2 separate regions of the Mus musculus genome follow, and region 2 is linked to region 1. Evidence: chromatin contacts called from public HiChIP or PLAC-seq data. All regions are on one chromosome and are shown on one strand. Each heading gives the region's core, a stretch centred on a gene start, on an enhancer-like site or on the middle of the called end of the contact. The rest is flanking DNA. Distances are from core to core; before and after follow the strand shown.

Region 1 (2,838 bases), core at 198-2,697:
TCAATGGCGTCTGTTACTGTGAATTAATGAAAACAGCATCTACTATGTGAATTATAATTTACTTTTACTTCGAACACAGAAAAAACACTTTTTCAAAGTATATACTTTTACTTTCTTAATGTCAACCGAGAGAAAAATTTAAAAGTTCCAATGTTGTAAATCATTAGCACTCTGACTTCTGGCGGGCTAAAAGTTTTTAAGTAGAGCTAAACCCCAATATTTCAGGTACTTTGTAAAACTGAGTGTAAAAAGGAAGTGAAAGGGTTTTAAGTGTTTAAAAAAGGGGCTTTAAAAACAATAAGCAATAAGCACCTATGGAGCTTATACTGATAACAGAATAATAAAAATAGTCCTTCCGGATTTTTTTCGGTAGTATGAATTTCTTCAAGGAAGAAACTGGCAGCGATATGCACACTTTGGACAGGGTCAAGAAGAAGAAAAAAAAAGCCTTTTTTTTTTTTGCCATATGAAACCGCCAAGATTTTAAAATATTTTACATTGTGAGAAACATCTGAACGTTGACCACCACCACCCAACCCCACCCCACCCCGAGGGAAAACGAAGCACATCTTTAAGAAGATAGAAACCAGAAGTGTCCCCTCCCCCGCGTCTCCCCTCGAAGCTAAAGTGTCTTTGGCTCTGCTTCTAGGTCTTCTAGGAACGTGCAGTTACAATCGCAACGACTCGCTTGATTCTTTAGATCGTTCTCTCTGCGGGCCCCCACTGCTGATCAAGGAAAGTCCAGCGGCCGAGCCAAACTCCGCTCGGGTCCCGCGGCTTCCAGGACGCGTCCCGCACCGCCCGGTCTCCATCCGACCCGCCGTCCCTCCCGGGTCACCCGGTAGCTCGCGGCCTGGGCGCGGCCCGGCTCCAAGGGGGTGTGTCCGGCTCGCGGCCCCGCAGCCCCGCAGGCCCGGCGCTCGCCTCCGCCTCAGGCCCACCTGCCCCGCGGCCCGTCAGGGCCTGCAGGGTCCCGCCCGTCTCCCCGAGCTGGGCCGCCGGCTCGCACGGCTCGCCCTGCTCGCACAGCCCGCCACCCGCTTCCGGAGCCGCGAGGCCCTCGGCGGCGCGCGCACCGCTCGGCTCCTCTCTCTCTCCCTCCCTCCCTCCCCGTCCGAGCGTGAGGGACCCGCGTGCTCCTCCTCAGCCCGCGCCGGGACGCGTCCCCTCCGGCCACGGCGAGCCGGGAGTGGGGACGGCGGCTGGCGGAGGTGGGGCGTGGACAGAGCATCCCCGCCACCCGGCGGAGGGAGGCCTCGTCACGGCCGCCGCCTCAGATCTCGCGGTGTTTGCCGGCCGCCGCGCCGCCATATTGTGTGGCCGTATTTTGATGCGGACTGGGCTGGCGGAGCCGCGGCGCGAGCGGGCGAGCGAGCGAGAGCTGGGGGGGTGGGGGGAGGGCAGGCGAGCGGCAGGGGGGTGGGGGCGGAGGGAGGCAGGGCGGCCGTGCGAGCCGGAGCCGAGCAGCGGGCCGCGGCGACGCCGCCCCGGCCATCGCTTTGATCCGCGGCAGGCGCCGGCGGCGGGGCGCCCCAGGCCGACCCCCTCCCCTCCCCCTCAGCCGCGAGCGGCGGCGGCGGCCGGAGGGAGTTGGCGGCGGCCGGGCGGAGGGGGCCGAGCGGGGAGGGAGGGAGGGCTGAGGTGTCCCCCCTGCCGGGTGGAATCGGCGCTGGCGGCGGCCGCGGTGACGACGGGGGAGACGGCTGCCCAAGTGGGAGAGGCGGCGGCGGCGGACGAGGAGGAGGGGGAAGCCGCGGCGGCGGCGAAGGGTAAGCGGACGGCGCTGCGGGGCCTCGGCGGGATCCCTCCCCACCCCCCACCCCCCCCACCCCCAGCCCGGCTCCCCGCGCCTGCAGCGGCTCGGGGACCGGCTCTGCCTGGCGCGCGAAGCCCTAGCGGGGCGTCCGCGCCTTCCTCGCCTTCGTCCGCCGCTCCGCCCGGGTCCTGCCCGCGGTGGCGAGGCGCAGGGAGGCCCCCCAAGTCCTGCGGGGAGGGTGGGGGCGGGGAGCCTGGGGCCTGGCCTGGGCTCCGGGGCGTCGGGGGAGGGGGACCGGGCCTGCCCCGGAGCCCAGCGCCGGAGAGAGCCGGGGGTGGGGGTGCCTTGGCCCCCGGTCCGCCCCCAGGCCTGTGATCTGGAAGTGGGAGGGAGGGAACCAGACGCCTTTGGGGGAACCCAGGTCTGGATAACGATGACTTCGGGGCCCGCGAGTTAAGGGAGAGCCGGGGAAGTTAAGTGCAGGGTAAAGAGGAAGCACCTCTCTCGCTTTGCTTTCCGATTTTGCTTGTCTGCAGCCTTCTTCCAAATGGGCAGCACGCCCCGCTGTGAAGAGGTTGGGGCCCCCTTAGAGTCCACAGGACTACTCTGATTTTCTTGCCCCGAGATAGTGGTTGGAAGAGGAAGACTTAACAAGGGTCCCTGGGTGTTGCTGACAGGTGACAGGTGGATCTGTCTGTTGCTGATGCTGTAGAATCCTTGGCTCATAATTGTAGGCCGAAAGTGTCAGGGAGCGTGTGAGTTTGTATTTACGTGTTTGGCCAAGTTTCATTCCATATATAGTATATTTGAGATGCTAAGTTTCCATTCAAGTCAGCTTAATTGTTATGGAGGAATTCTTCAAATGTTTCTGATAAGAGGGGTTTTCAGGAGAGTGGTGGAGACTTGCAGCCTCCTGGAGCTTTTATTCGAGTCTCCGTGAAGTTCGGGTTCCCAAAAGCATTGCAGGCTGTTGGTAAATGGGCTTCTAGTCATTGGAAAGTTCTTGGACACAAATGCAGTATTCGAGGCAGCAGCCAGACACTCTAGCTTTGCATCCATTTTGTCAGTGCTGGGTAAGTTAG
Region 2 (2,893 bases), core at 78-2,577, 110 kb before region 1:
TTCTACCATCTAGACTTCAGTTCTTTGTTTGCTTATCTGTTTACTTATTTCTGTATGTGTGTAGGTCATGAAACTACAAAGGGAGCCATAAAAGCAGAAGAAGAAGTTTTAAGAGGGTGTAGGGAGAGAAGGCTGATAGGAATCTTTATCATGTATACGTGGCAGGAAAGCAGAAGTGGGCCACTGGAGGCCCCAGCAAGAGGAAATGGCACAGAGAAGAGGCATGAGGAATGAGAACAAATAAGAACAAGCATTAAGAAAATGCCAGAGTGGACCCATGTCTGCCCAGTCAACAAATCTTTAAAAAGATGCAGGAAAGTGGAAATTCAAATACCCTAATAACCTATTGTTACTCGGTAGAATGGAAAACTTGAAAAGAGCCATTGGTAAAGCAGAAAGATAAGTCCACTTACATACAGCTATTGAGAAGAGAATCACTATTTTTAAAAATGTGTATATATTTCAATATCTTTGGAAACATAAACATGTGTAAGTTCTGACAGTTAACCAGTATTTGAGATTCAGTCCTGTAAGAAAGGCACCAATACACAAGGTTGAGAATGTTTATTGAAATAGGATGTTCATCATGACACTATTGGATTATGAGAGGAAATGACAGCAATCTATCATTTGGGGGAATGTCTCGATAGGCCTAGTATGTACATACCACAAAATATCATATAAACATTAAAATAAGGACAGAGATAGGGTACTGATCATAAAGGCAGAGAAGAGTTGTTAGCTCTGATTTCATTTTGTCCTGTTAAACTGGGTCACATGGCCACTCTCAGCTGCAAAGGAGGCCCCAGAAAATAAATATTTGCTTGTCCAGTATGAGAAAGATAAGGACAAAGTGGTTGGGACAGGGTACTAGTGTCCTACCTTTTCCTACAGGGACTATGTTGCCTTTTGTTGTTGTTGTTGTTGTTGTTGTTGTTGTTGTTGTTGTTACTACTACTATTATTATTATTGTAATTTCTATCTTGCTTTCTCAAAGAGGAGCATGTGAGATGCGTGCTCCAAGCTATTCTTGAGGGAATGAATAAGAAAGCTTTAAGTGCCTCAAACATCTTATCACGGAAGAATGGCTATGAAGAACACCGGAGGGAAACTGAGTCTAGAGTTCGGTTAAGGAGTCTTGCATGAGTATCAGACCCCTTGCACTGCAGCACTGGTCACTGTCATAGCATGTATACTGGGCTTTGGGAGAGCCTGGCAGCCTGCTACCAATTAGACATTGCTCCCCGAGTGAGCTAAGAGCGTGCACCACACTCCAGCTAGAACCGGAAAGCGGAAGCAGAAGCAACTGTAAGATCTCACAGGAAGCCAAGCTTCTGTTCACTCTGGGAGCCCGGAAGTGGTCTCAGCAGATGGAACCAGTTCTCTGTTTAAGGGTTTCCTGAGGCCAAGTTTGCTAAGAGTTCTCATTTGCAACGTATTATGGGCTTTAAGGTGCAGGCATAGCAGAAGCCAGGCAATTATTGCCATTGCTTTGAAACAACGCATGTATTGTAAAGATTACAACTTCAAATAAAATCAAGCAAATGTTGCCAGTTTAAATGTTAGAAATGAGCAAGATTATCCCACAAAACCAGTACAGGCTGCACGAGCCAGCCAAGAAATAGGTGGATACCTACTGTGCCATCTCAGGTCATGGTATAAAAGGCCTAGCTGAGGAAATCCTGAAGGAGCAGATATGAGTGGAAGATGTCAGAATGAACGTTGGCAAATGGGTTTTCAAGGAAATCATCTTATGCCTATGGAAGCAGGGAGGAAAAGCTACTTAAAACAGATAGAAGCATACATCTTGATGATTTGTTTCCTCTTTTGCTTTTAGGTCTTCAAAATCATGTACTTGACCACCAATGCCCATGTAAGAACGCCATTCAAAATAACAAGTTCTCTGAATCCTTGGAGGGGAGATCATACATCAGAAGGCTGCTTCTGTTTTCCCAATCACACAAGATTATCCAAGTAATAGCTAAATAGCTGGTCCTTTGCCCACAATAAGAAGATAGCTTTTAGCAAAGTTTTGTGGTTCCATGGCTACTTTAAACCTGGGTGGTCTGAAAACCAAATAACCAGTCATTCTATTACTAATTTTTCTCAGTGCTAGTGGGTCACATGCCAGGCAATTTGTACCGGATTTTCCTGCTATTACCTTAAGTTTGCTTGTTGTTGTTTAAGCAGTCTTGGAAGTTCTAGAGCCTCTTAGAACTCGATTAGCTGTGAGGGAGCTGAAGATCCAAGGAACGCTATAAAGAACACTAAATAGCATTGCTCCTATATGCAGAGGCAATGTAATATGCTTAATTCATAATATAACTGCTGAATTTTGTTTATGCTTTATTTTTCTGAGACAGGATCTAGCTTTATAGCCAGGGCTGGTACGGAATTCGCTATATAGCCCAGGCTATTCTCAAAATTGCACCAGTCTTCCAGCCTTTGTTTCACCAGAGCTAGGATGTTAAAGGCTGGTACCCAAGAATAAACTCTTAAGAAAAAGAATCCAGGCATCATTGTAGGCAAGATGCTAAGCCTAAGTGTTTCAGTTAACTTGACAAGTTAGATCAATTGATGAAAAGGAAGTTAAAAGTTACATCCTCAGCAAAGGAAATATGGTTATTTTCTTTGTTTTATATTTGTGGTGCTCAGTCATTGCTGGGCAGGAAGAGGCAGGGATGCTGAACATGATGCATGGATGCAGGATGCAGCATAAGGATGGCAGATTATGGGTTTTGTTGACTCGGTCTGCCTTGGAATGCCACTTAAATGACATAAAAGAGAACATGTCCATGACAGGGCTAGGGCGATGGGCCAGACACTTGGAAGGATTTCAGACAGCAAGTATGTGGGATTGTATTGGGATAAAAATCTGTTTTTTATAGATCCC

Evidence for each region. HiChIP or PLAC-seq counts read pairs in DNA pulled down with a chosen protein or histone mark.
Region 2: an H3K4me3 HiChIP or PLAC-seq map of bone marrow-derived macrophages shows a contact between it and region 1, with 5 times the contacts expected there. The contact joins the enhancer-like site here to the promoter of Tab2 in region 1. A contact is called at or near these places in 9 of 39 promoter capture datasets (3T3-L1-derived adipocytes, the HPC-7 cell line, HPC-7-derived erythroid cells and 6 more), 1 of 15 datasets of contacts at CTCF or cohesin (CD8 T cells), 32 of 484 Hi-C or Micro-C datasets (the Ba/F3 cell line, CD4 T cells, CD8 T cells and 25 more), 26 of 115 datasets of contacts at active chromatin or transcription factors (the 230-238 cell line, CD8 T cells, DN3 thymocytes and 18 more) and 2 of 9 other capture datasets (liver and macrophages).

Annotation. Positions count from the first base shown.
Region 1 is chr10:7,954,732-7,957,569 of GRCm38.p6, reverse strand. It overlaps Tab2 (TGF-beta activated kinase 1/MAP3K7 binding protein 2), which reads left to right and starts at 1,447. Exons shown (of 7, transcript NM_138667.3): 1 at 1,447-1,769.
Region 2 is chr10:8,064,360-8,067,252 of GRCm38.p6, reverse strand. No RefSeq gene overlaps it. Among named protein-coding and RNA genes, the nearest start is that of Gm30820, 86 kb to the right of the region's middle. Within about 2 kb of position 1,327, at least 102 of the 459 cell types and tissues checked have an H3K27ac peak or open chromatin away from gene starts, as enhancers often do. A contact at or near this core is called in CD8 T cells, DN3 thymocytes, the HPC-7 cell line and 22 more, where this site is marked.